2 separate regions of the Drosophila melanogaster genome follow, and region 1 is linked to region 2. A link is a contact called in public HiChIP or PLAC-seq data. All regions are on one chromosome and are shown on one strand. Each heading gives the region's core, a stretch centred on a gene start, on an enhancer-like site or on the middle of the called end of the contact. The rest is flanking DNA. Distances are from core to core; before and after follow the strand shown. Region 1 holds the start of CG43102. Region 2 holds the start of Pxt (Peroxinectin-like).

What was found. HiChIP or PLAC-seq counts read pairs in DNA pulled down with a chosen protein or histone mark.
Region 1: a contact with region 2 is called in a POLR2A S2P HiChIP or PLAC-seq map of the Kc167 cell line, with 5 times the contacts expected there. The contact joins the promoter of CG43102 here to the promoter of Pxt in region 2. A contact is called at or near these places in 54 of 107 Hi-C or Micro-C datasets (the Clone 8 cell line, the D17-c3 cell line, the Kc167 cell line and 17 more) and 4 of 6 datasets of contacts at active chromatin or transcription factors (the Kc167 cell line and the S2 cell line).

Annotation. Positions count from the first base shown.
Region 1 is chr3R:17,791,717-17,797,251 of dm6, reverse strand. CG43102 reads left to right here and starts at 2,762. Exons shown (of 17, transcript NM_142397.3): 1 at 2,762-3,069. It overlaps pasi1 (pasiflora 1), which reads right to left and starts at 2,177. Exons shown (of 5, transcript NM_142398.4): 1 at 2,115-2,177; 2 at 1,613-1,891; 3 at 1,452-1,551; 4 at 1,339-1,389; 5 at 935-1,257. The coding sequence starts at 1,887. The coding sequence ends at 1,174. It overlaps CG7379, which reads left to right. Exons shown (of 3, transcript NM_142399.3): 2 at 1-318; 3 at 380-876. The coding sequence ends at 586.
Region 2 is chr3R:17,716,746-17,721,754 of dm6, reverse strand. Pxt (Peroxinectin-like) reads right to left here and starts at 2,301. Exons shown (of 8, transcript NM_142391.5): 1 at 2,019-2,301; 2 at 937-1,724; 3 at 378-804; 4 at 1-249. The coding sequence starts at 2,184. osa (osa,) reads left to right here and starts at 3,405. Exons shown (of 15, transcript NM_206506.2): 1 at 3,405-3,799; 2 at 4,821-5,009. The coding sequence starts at 4,989.

The sequences.
Region 1 (5,535 bases), core at 1,513-4,012, 75 kb before region 2:
GCCAGTGGCAGTGGTGGTGGCAGTGGCGAGCGCAAATCCTCGTTGGGCGGTGCCAGTGGAGCGGGACAGGGACGAAAGGCCAGTCTGCAGTCGGCTTCTGGCAGTTTGGCTAGCGGCTCTGCAGCCACGAGCAGTGGAGCAGCCGGAGGTGGTGGTGCCAGCGGAGCCGGCGTAGTTGGTGGCAATAATTCCGGCAAGAAGAAAAAGCGCAAGGTACGCGGTTCTGGGGCTTCAAATGCCAATGCCAGTACGCGAGAGGAGACGCCGCCGCCGGAGACCATTGATCCGGACGAGCCGACCTACTGTGTCTGCAATCAGGTGAGTTCGCAGTGCTTTTCCTATCGAAAAGCTTCGCCACTAATCACGTTTTCTATTGCAGATCTCCTTTGGCGAGATGATCCTGTGCGACAATGACCTGTGCCCCATCGAGTGGTTCCATTTTTCGTGCGTCTCCCTGGTACTAAAACCAAAAGGCAAGTGGTTCTGCCCCAACTGCCGCGGAGAACGGCCAAATGTAATGAAACCCAAGGCGCAGTTCCTCAAAGAACTGGAGCGCTACAACAAGGAAAAGGAGGAGAAGACCTAGTCTATTAGGCCAGCCTATCCAACCCATTGCTCTGTGTCTAACACCAGGCTCTGTAAAATATTCGATCCTAAGATTTACCTTAATGTATATTTAGTGACTTTCTTAGACCCGATCCCTTTTCGACTTTCCCCTCTTTCACCCAGTTTAGATCCCTCGCTTCTATGGTTATAGGTCGTCAGTTTTCATTTAAAGTTTCTGTACAAACAATATCTTTCTCAATGTAAACACACAAAAACTCGTATAATTAGAGTACACCTAAACTTAATTTATGGTAATAAACGTTGATATTCAAAACCCACAATAATTTCTTGGCCCCAAGGAGCCCGTATCCAGTAGCAGTAGTTTTACGAATCTATTTGTTTAATTGTCGTTTAGAAGACTAAGGCATTCGAATTACACATAAGTATAATTGATCGTGTATAAATGTGTGTAAAATATATAAATTTATATAAAACTATTTGGTAGGCATCTGTGGAATTGTATGGAATTCTTATTGTAAAAAATGCGCATGGACGGAGTTCTTGTTGCGTGTCAAGTCAAAAAGTATTCTAATAGATTATTCGAGCTTCTGTATGGAGGTTCTTCCATCATGGCATGAGCAGCTCAATGTTCGGATTCTGGATCTCCAGGAATATCTGGTACTGCGAGAAGACCACCAGCCAGCAATAGATCTAAGTGGATGAGTAAAATGGGTTTATAAACATAATGATACAGGAGTTGGTGTTGCTGTCCCTTGAATTTCAAACACTTACATTGTAGGCTACCCAAACGAAGTTCAAAAGGGCCGAGAAGGTTTGCTCCAGCTGGCGGTAGAGTAACACGAATTCATTAGCTTTAGTTAATGGAAAAGATAATCGCTACTCACATAAATATAGTAGCCTCCAATAAGCCAAAGGCTCCAGCTAAACTGGAAGAGAATGGCTAGTCCAATTAGACCCAGCCAGGGTAGCAGCCATCCTCGAGTGCTGAGAAACAGATGCAAGCATGACTATATCCGTACATATAGGAAGCCAGAGCTCGTCTTACCTGATCTTAATACCGTAGTAGACCAAATAGGAAGACAGGATGATTAGCAGGAAGTAGATGATAAAGAAGCCACCTGCCACGGGCATCGACGAACGTATATCCGTCTCAAAGAGCGGGGAATAGAGCTGCGCAGACTCCCCGCCTGCTAGCATATACGAAATCAGCGTGATCATTACGGCGGATAGCGCAGCCGTATAGCCGGCCACGGCATAGCTTCCCGTCCGGACATTATCCGACCAAATTATGGGCGACCAGCAGGAGCTCAGCACTACCATGTTGCTGTGGGAAAACACCGGGAGACACCAATGAACAAACTTCTCCGATCTCAAATTTCTTTGGCTTGCGTGACAGCGTCAACGCCCAAATATTTTGGTCAATGAAAACGCAGTCGAAATGTATGATTTTCTTCTGCTTTTCAATTGATAGCTACTTCTAAAGGTTAACCTTGGATATATCCTTTTAAAATGTCCAGATTGTTTTGGTTTCTAGGGCGTGGGCGTACCTTTTTTTAAATAATAATCGCTTAATTAGAAAAACAACAACGGCTTGAGCAATAGGGTTGCCATGCGTGCGTAAAAAAGGGAATTATCGATATTTATTTAGTTAAATATATCGCGAAAAGTTATGATATGTTTAATAAATTGAAGACATTTTCAGTAAATAGAATGTTTGCAAATTTAAAGTATGAGAATATTTTAATAAATATTATGATTATAAAATTAAAAAGTGTATGATACTAAATAATCGATGACTATCGAATATAAACTGAAACGCGAGTATGAGCACTGTACAGTATATTAAAATATTTATTATGTTTCCTATAATTCTATTAACTAACAAATGTACAGCAATGTATTTTAAGATATATTTATCAAATGTTTAATTTATTATATAATTGGTATATAATATATTAATTGATATATATAACTAGGTATATAATTTTTAAATTGTGAATTAGCTTAAAATTTGTTTTACACTCTTCAAGCTTGTAAAAACAATAATAATATCTGACCATCGATCGGTCCCACTGTGCAGCACTGAGCAGCTGAGCTGACCGAATCTGAATTCGAATATTCACCATGTGTCGACTGGCGACTGCAGCAACAACAACCACACGGCAGAGTACAGGGCCGGTTGTTGGAGTGATCTTCATTTGGCAATTACATTTGGCCGTGTTCGGAGGTCTCCGCGGATAAAAGCGCCAAAACAGAAGCCGAAAAAGGCCCAAGTCGCTCGCGCTACGTGAATCAGTTATCAGTGGGATTAACCGCGCGATTCGCACGGAATTCAAACGCACATAGTGGCGCAGTGGCAACTTCCCAGTGATCGTCGCATAACGGTAGAAAGGTGAAAACCCGAATCGAATCGAATCGAGTTGAATCGAAGGGCATAACACAGTACCCACACTGCGTGGGCAAGGTCAGCTCCACCAGATCCCAAACCCATTCCCATACCAAGTAGGTACATCAGAAGGCGCCTACATTTTCGATGATTAGCCATTAACCCAGTTGTGTGAAAGTTCTTTGGACTTATGTATGAATAAGTATGAATACGAGTGCGAATGCGAATGCATGGAGGTGCACTCGTCGCGGTCTCATGTTCCAATTGGAACGATCTTTCGTGCCGAATTGTGGCTCATTCCGCACATACGTACGCTGTATGAATGTTTGGGCCAATTTCTCGCCCCAAAGAGATGTGGGCTTAAAGTGCACCACCGAAAAAAAAAATCCACAAAAAAAAGTAATTTGGATCCCAGCAAAAAATGAAGCATGGCAAAAGAAAAGGTTAATAATTCGTGCCAATAATGCTCTCGAAATTTTGCTCGCATCTCTTGTTGGAAGTGGAAGTGTGTTTCGAGATCAGGAGTTTTTTCATCTCTGATTTTTCTGATTTTCGAAGGGGTTTTTTTGAGGGGGGAGGCTCGAAAAAAAATTAAAGCGGAATCGGAATCAGACTGCGCGCCGACGACCCATATTTCGATTTCATTTACGAAAATAAAAATACAAATACAAATTGAGAAAAAAAAAAACAACAGAAAATAAAAAGGGGAAAAATCTGAAGAAAAGAGCTGCGATACTTAAGTGCGGGCAAATAAGTAAAAGATATGCCATAAAAAGACAGCATAAGTGTATTTTGAAGATACTTTTTCGTGTTTTGTTTTCCCTTCCCCCCCCCCCCCCCCCTCGACCATTCTCTCTCGTGTTTCTTATTTTTATTGCTATTGTTATTGTTATTGTTCGGTGTTGACTGCTGACTGCTGCCGACGCTTAATGTTAACTTGTTTAGTGTGGGCAGCAGTTGGTAGTTGGAAGTTGGTAGTTGGCTTTGTTTCGTTGTTTGTTTTGCTGTCTCTCATATTATATTGTTACCTGGCCATAACGGTAAAGGACACTTGGTGCGCTCATATGTAAATGCCCCGTCCGCCACTCAATTGAATTGTGTAAAGATGTCTCTGTTGCCTGGTACCTCAGCTCACCTCAACCACCCTCCTCCCATCGTTATCCTCGCCTGCTCCTTGCTCCTCAGCTCCTCCGAGCAAAGCCGATCTGCAGCTGCACCTTTATCGGCACAACTCGATCTAGGAACCTCGCAATGGGACAATCCCGAGACGTCTCGCGGATATTTTTAACTCTGGCGCGACTTAATTCCAACAGCATTTGCAGTGGCCGCAGCTTATTTAATGTCTACAAATAATCCAAATTGGGGCTTAGCCTCAGTTGTGAAAAGAGATGGCGTATGAGAAGGGGAAGGGGGGGGGGGTCGTATGCCCCGCCAGATAGACTGGGATGCAGTGGGATAAAGAGCAGGAGGAGGAGCCGGAGGAGGAGCAGGGGGAGGAGCTGAAGATGACCAGCCCCGGCACTTGTGCATTCGATCATCGGTGCAGTGATGCAAGAGTAATTCGTATCTGTTACACTAAACTCACGATTTATTTATTACCTCTACCTGCCCATTCCACATAAAAAGGAAATTAAAAGGAAAACACTTAAATCGGTGGTAACATATTGAAGACGCCGATTTCATTTACTTTTAAAATGTAATATCAATCTAATAGCGAAATTATCCAATCCAAATCCTTAATGTTATAATAATCATCAATTTCCTCCAAAGATTAGATAGTGAAAACATTTTTATATAATTTGTTACCCTAATAACGAAACCATGTTAAATAGGCAGTTACAATTAGTATAATTACAAAAAAATGAAATTTTGACAAAATTTAATTTGGAAATATTACTTTGTTAAAGAAGAAACTATATTCTTGGGACATATTTTATGTAGAAATTCCTATACTTCATTTCACCACTTGTCTTAAAGTGTAGGATGCACTATACCCATGTTGCGACTGCCAAAGTTCGGGCAACAACGAACGGTGCACGAACGAGGAGGATGCGGCAGAATGATGCCGCGGGGCATGCGTTGGAAAATTGGGGAATGAAGTGCCATTTGCTCAGTGGGACAAGTTGTGGCCAAATAATGACTATATTAAATAACAGTTAGCAAACATTATTGCATTGGCCGCAGGCTGTGTAGCAGAGATGTGGCCAAAAGGCATGGCCATTGGAAATGTGTAGAAGATGCAACCGTAGTCGTACTCCCAGTCGAAGTCTAAACATTTGAACGCTGTTGGAAATGGCAGTAATGTGACCATTTAAGACCTCTTTCTGATGTCTTATGGAGTGAAAACGTCCTGCTGTGTGAAAACAAATTATAGGCATGTAATGTTGCATGTTACGTCGCGACTCTTAAGCCATTGGATTGGTGGGATAGCTGGGCATTTGGGGGGAACCGGGGCAACTGGGGGATCTGGGGATACAGAGGAGATCTTTTGGGAGCCGGGCCAGCCAGCAAGCCAGCCAGCTAAGCTCAGTCAGTGCTGCAACACTCAAAAGTTAGCCCGGTCGGGCCAGTTGGGATTGAGG
Region 2 (5,009 bases), core at 1,052-3,551:
AATAGCCCTGGTGAAGCGGCACCAAACGGAAGCGCTTCATCTGTTGTGGTCCTATTATAATGGGCAAGAACTCGTTGTAGGTGATATGCTGCATCTCGGCAATGACGATGCGTCGAGCTTCCTGGAAAAGCGTTTCATCGCTGGCTGACGGATTTAGTTCGTGTAGTGCACCGGCTACACGGTTGTGCTCTCGGGCAAGCAGAATTTGAAGGGTGATCAGGGATATGATCTGGTTTGTTCGGCCATCTCCTAAATGTAGAAGGAAAAAGAACCGCATCAGCAATAATGGAAGTAAGAGCAGTGAATAACACCTAATCGTGTTAAATATGTTATTAAAGAATTAATAATAAGAAACACATTGCTTAATAGTGATTTACCCGAATGGAAACAGGACTTTCCGGCTTCCTCACTGGGACATGCCTTCTTGTCGTTTGTCAAGGGCAGCAGATCACGACCAAAATCATTCATCATTCGCAATCGGCCCCCGCGGAAGGCTCTTAAACTACGAGATGCTTCATCACTCGATCCATAGACCGGCGAGGCGTCCACAAAGTGTGTCACCTTGGTCAGCTGTTTGCCGTAACTGAGTTGGCAGTCGGGACTAGGCACCAAAGACAATCTAACAAAGTTCAAACAACGCACTCCAAAAGCTGAAAAGAACTCATCATCCGGCTCAACGTGGATCGGCATGCAGGCAAAATGGCTTTGCTGAGGACTGAGAGCTACTTTTCCTTCGGGGGAACAGCATTGCACCAGGCTGCCATCCTCGAGCCGGATTGAAGAAGTTTGTGAAATGTCATGAGCCTGGAAAATGAATATATTAACTTTATTTATTAACCAAAGAACTAGTTTATTGGCCCCCCACCCATATGTATAGATCCATGTGATTTCTTTATTAAGCTTTCACTAATAGGTGGCTTTTACTTGATTACTTACCAAGACTTGTCCAAACTGCATCACCATAAGATTGTACTTAGGATGAGGACGATCAACGTCCGAGAGCAGAGTTCGTGAGATTTTACGGGCGCCCAACAGCGGAGTGCCGTCAGAAGAGTGAGCACGCGGTGTCCAGATACCATCTTCATAGGCGGGGGGCAGCATGCGCTCCATCGGTTGACCAGCAGCACCCCACAGAGATCTCTGTGGTTCTGGATTATTGCAAGTGCCGTCCATGCTGCGATAAACAGACCGAATATTGCCGCAAACTGGGGGCGGTTGGCAATGGTGTGCCAGCGGAGTCTCAGTGAACTTGATGGGCACATTGTTGGTGATGAAATCTTCTACGGGCACCTGCTCCTTCTTCCCAAACAACTGGGTGGTCATCACTTGTTCAATGGCACTGTTCGATATGGCGAAGTTGTGAAGGTCATCCTTGGCCGTCGAGTGGAAAACCAGGCCATGGGCAAAATCGGGAAAGCCACGGCGCACCGGAATCTGCGCAACTCCATGCATCAAGTGCTCGAAATTGCGACGCGCCTCATCCAAAACTGCGGGTGACAGAATGGTGGGAAATCCGGATCGACGCTCCTTGGGAGAGGTCTCCGGCTTGGGAGCAGTGTGATTCTGTCCAGTCTCGCAGCAGTAGCCGAATTTTCCAGCCGGGAGATCGCAAATTTGGGGCTTTTCATGGCTTTCCATGCGAACGTGGGCGGGACACTGGATTTGGGGCACGCATCTTATACCATCGCTGCAGGGAAGGCATTTTTTCAGCAGACCACTGGTAGCTACACAGAAAGACCAAATTTGTACAATTTACGAAATAAAAATAACCATAAAAATATAATTTTAAAATTGAAGAAACAATTATACTTTTATATTATATTGTATTTAATTTTACAAAAATTTGATTTTGTTAATTATGTAAATATGAAAGTTTTTTATGCAGTTGTTTTCAGTGTAGAGCGATTAACCGTAACTTATATTCACAGAGAGCGGACAAGAACACTTTCACCCTTTACGCCATTTTGAAATTGCCGAGATATTCAATTTATATCACTAAACGTACATATGTAACCAACCTTTTTCGGGTTTCTTAGAAGATTCAGTGGAAGTGGCCAGAGGTGCAGGAGTCTGCAAATCAGGAACTTCATCAAAACGATTTTGGCGCACAGAAAATGCTGCCGCCTGCAACTCGCTCAGTTGCGTCACAATAAGTAGCAACAAAATAAATAAAATGCGACTCATTATGCGTTTAATGAAACATTTGTTGGCTTATACTTAAAAAAGAATCGACAAGCTCAACCTAATCGTGTTAAATTGAACTTAAAATGCCGCCATTTTGCACTCGATACCAGGAATGCTCGATATCACAGCAAGTCGAAAGCAGTGTACTGTAATTCTCGTACGTGTGCTGTTAATGTCAGTAACATTTTACTGTTAAGCGCAACTTCTCTTATTAGCAAATTGTGCAAGCAGTTCAAAAAATAAAAATGTTCAATATAGAATTTCATTAATATTATAAAAAAATAAACAAATATTTTTTTAGTTGATATCCTTGGCAAAAAATATTTTTAAAACCTATGAGTAAAAATCCGGAAGCCAGTAAATCGAAAACCTAGTGTTCTACCAAAATAAATTTAATAAATTTTAACAATGTTTGTGACAATGATCAATGCATAGGGCGACTATTGATATTTAGAGTTTCACAAAAATTAAAATGTATTGCATCAATTAAAATTAATAAAAGAATTTGTTTTTGTGGATTAATTACGTTGATGTTGTTTACGTCTATTTTAAAATTGCTTATGCCGGTAGTTTTGTATGGAATCGATAATAAGCAAACCAAAAATCACGAATATATCGATGTTTAAACTCGCTGTAGTTGCATAGTTCTGCCACTCTAAATTCAAGTGGTTTGTTAACGGGGGTATAAACTTTCAAAATTGTATTTACTCTCTTATAACTTACCAAAATTTTATTATTATTATATTATTGCAATTATTGCAATTTTGCAATTTACCTTAAAAACTTTAAATTGACGTATTTCTAAAACGAAAGCGCTGGCCACGAATAAGGCTTTCTAGTTTTTATAACTTTTACATCTTCACAAACTTTTACGTGCTTTTATTCGAAAAAAATGGAAAATTTTAGCACGCCGTTTAATTTGAGTTAAGTTTCCGTTTAAAATACCGCAATAAAGATGGCGTCCCAGAGTAGCGAGAAATCGATATCGATGCCAACTCATTTTTGCGTCACACTCAAATATCGCTAATTCGCCAGCTATTGATTACCATATATATTTAAAAAGCGAACCAGAACGTAAAATAAATATTCATTGAAGTCCAATAAATAAAAATAGTATAAAATATGGATAAAGCGATAAAATTTCGTGCTAGAGCTATCGGGGGCTATCGAAACGAGCACCGATAATGTATCGCAGTGCCAAATACTCGTACGTATCGATACTATCGTGCGTGCTACCCGCTCTAATCTTGTACAGGCTCGCTTCTTCGTCATGCTGCGAATTTGTTCGAAAAATAAGTGAAATACAGCGCATTAATAGTGAAAAGTATGTGCAGCCTGTGCAGGGCCCAACTGGCGATTAGCCGCGTGTGATTGTGGCCGCCGTATCAGCGTTTTGGCAGCGCCCAGCCTGGCGAAAAACCATCGAAAAAAAGAAGAGAAAAGAACGCCAGGCGCAGACAGACAAGACTTGCATACACTACTACTTGAATCGTTTCATTTCGTTCCGTTCGTATACCGAGTTTGCTGCCCTGTCCCTGTCTTCTCACGCGAGTTCGTTTTTAGTATATATAGCCAGTCTGTGGACGGTCGTCAATGCGTGAATATTCTTCTATGTGTAAGTGGTGTGCGTGTATGTAGATTTCTGGTTAAGAAAAGCCCCAAAAACCAAAGCGCCCCGCAAAATATATATTGAGTCTTCTTGGCCCAACAACAAATCTGCCGCCGGACTTTCGCCCGAGGGCGAGTGAAAAATTCAGTTTCTCTCCTCTCGACGATGCACTTTGGAGGCTGTGTGAGTGTGTGTGCGAGTGAGTGCGTGTGTGTATACATATGCAAATGATTGGATGTCGAATCCTTGCATCATCATCATCTTCATAAACACTTGGCGAAAAACCGCAGGAAAACGCAAGCAGCCGAACAAAAAAAGAGAGCCTCTCAAGACAACGGCAGCGGCCAAAAGTGAACGCGCAACAAACGCGGCCAAGCAGGCGCGGCAATTATTTATAAATCTTAAGCGTTAGCCCCCCTCTCTCTCCCACTCACGAAAAGAAAATAAGTTAAACAATTGTGAGATGATGCCCCCTCGTCCATTCCATTCCAGTGCTGTGTAAACGCGAAAAATCGGCATAGAAAATAATTACGAAAAAATCATTACTGTGCTGCCCGTTTCATTCGTTTCACACAGAAACTAATAAAGCGAGCAAGGGAGAGAGTGAGCGAGCGAGCGAGAGCGCCATATGCCTTCAGCCTGGATGGCGAGCAAGTGCAAGTGAGACGGAAAGGGATACGGCGTGTGCGTGTATAGCCGCCAAATGTGAAAAGAGAGAGCGAGAGCGCCAACGAGAGTGGATGCGCTCAAACTGCGAGAGCGGTTGCGGCAGGGTTGTCAACGCACTACGATTTGCCCACCGTACGCGGCGGAAAATAAATTGTTGTGGTATTGGTGCTGCCTGTTCGAGTGAGCATGTGTGTGCGTGTGTTAGTAGCGGACTTTTCAATACACAACAGCCCACGAACGAGTACAAATTATTTATGTTTAACCCGCTCGATTTAGGCCCAGTGATATAGGACTGCCCCCTTTAATAAGCCAGACCCCCTTTGCCAAATGCTAATCCCCCGTTTTTGATAACTTGCAGCTAACATAACCTCAAACTCGCCGCTGCAGTCGTCGTCATCATCAGCGTCAGCGTTGTTGTTGTTGGTGGTTACCGGTGTTCCATCAGTAGCCGCCACACATCTGGGAAAATCCGATCCGGAAAATCTGGGAGATCGGGAGCAGCGCAGCCAGAAGCCGATGAGCAGCCATGAATGAGAAAATAAAGTCG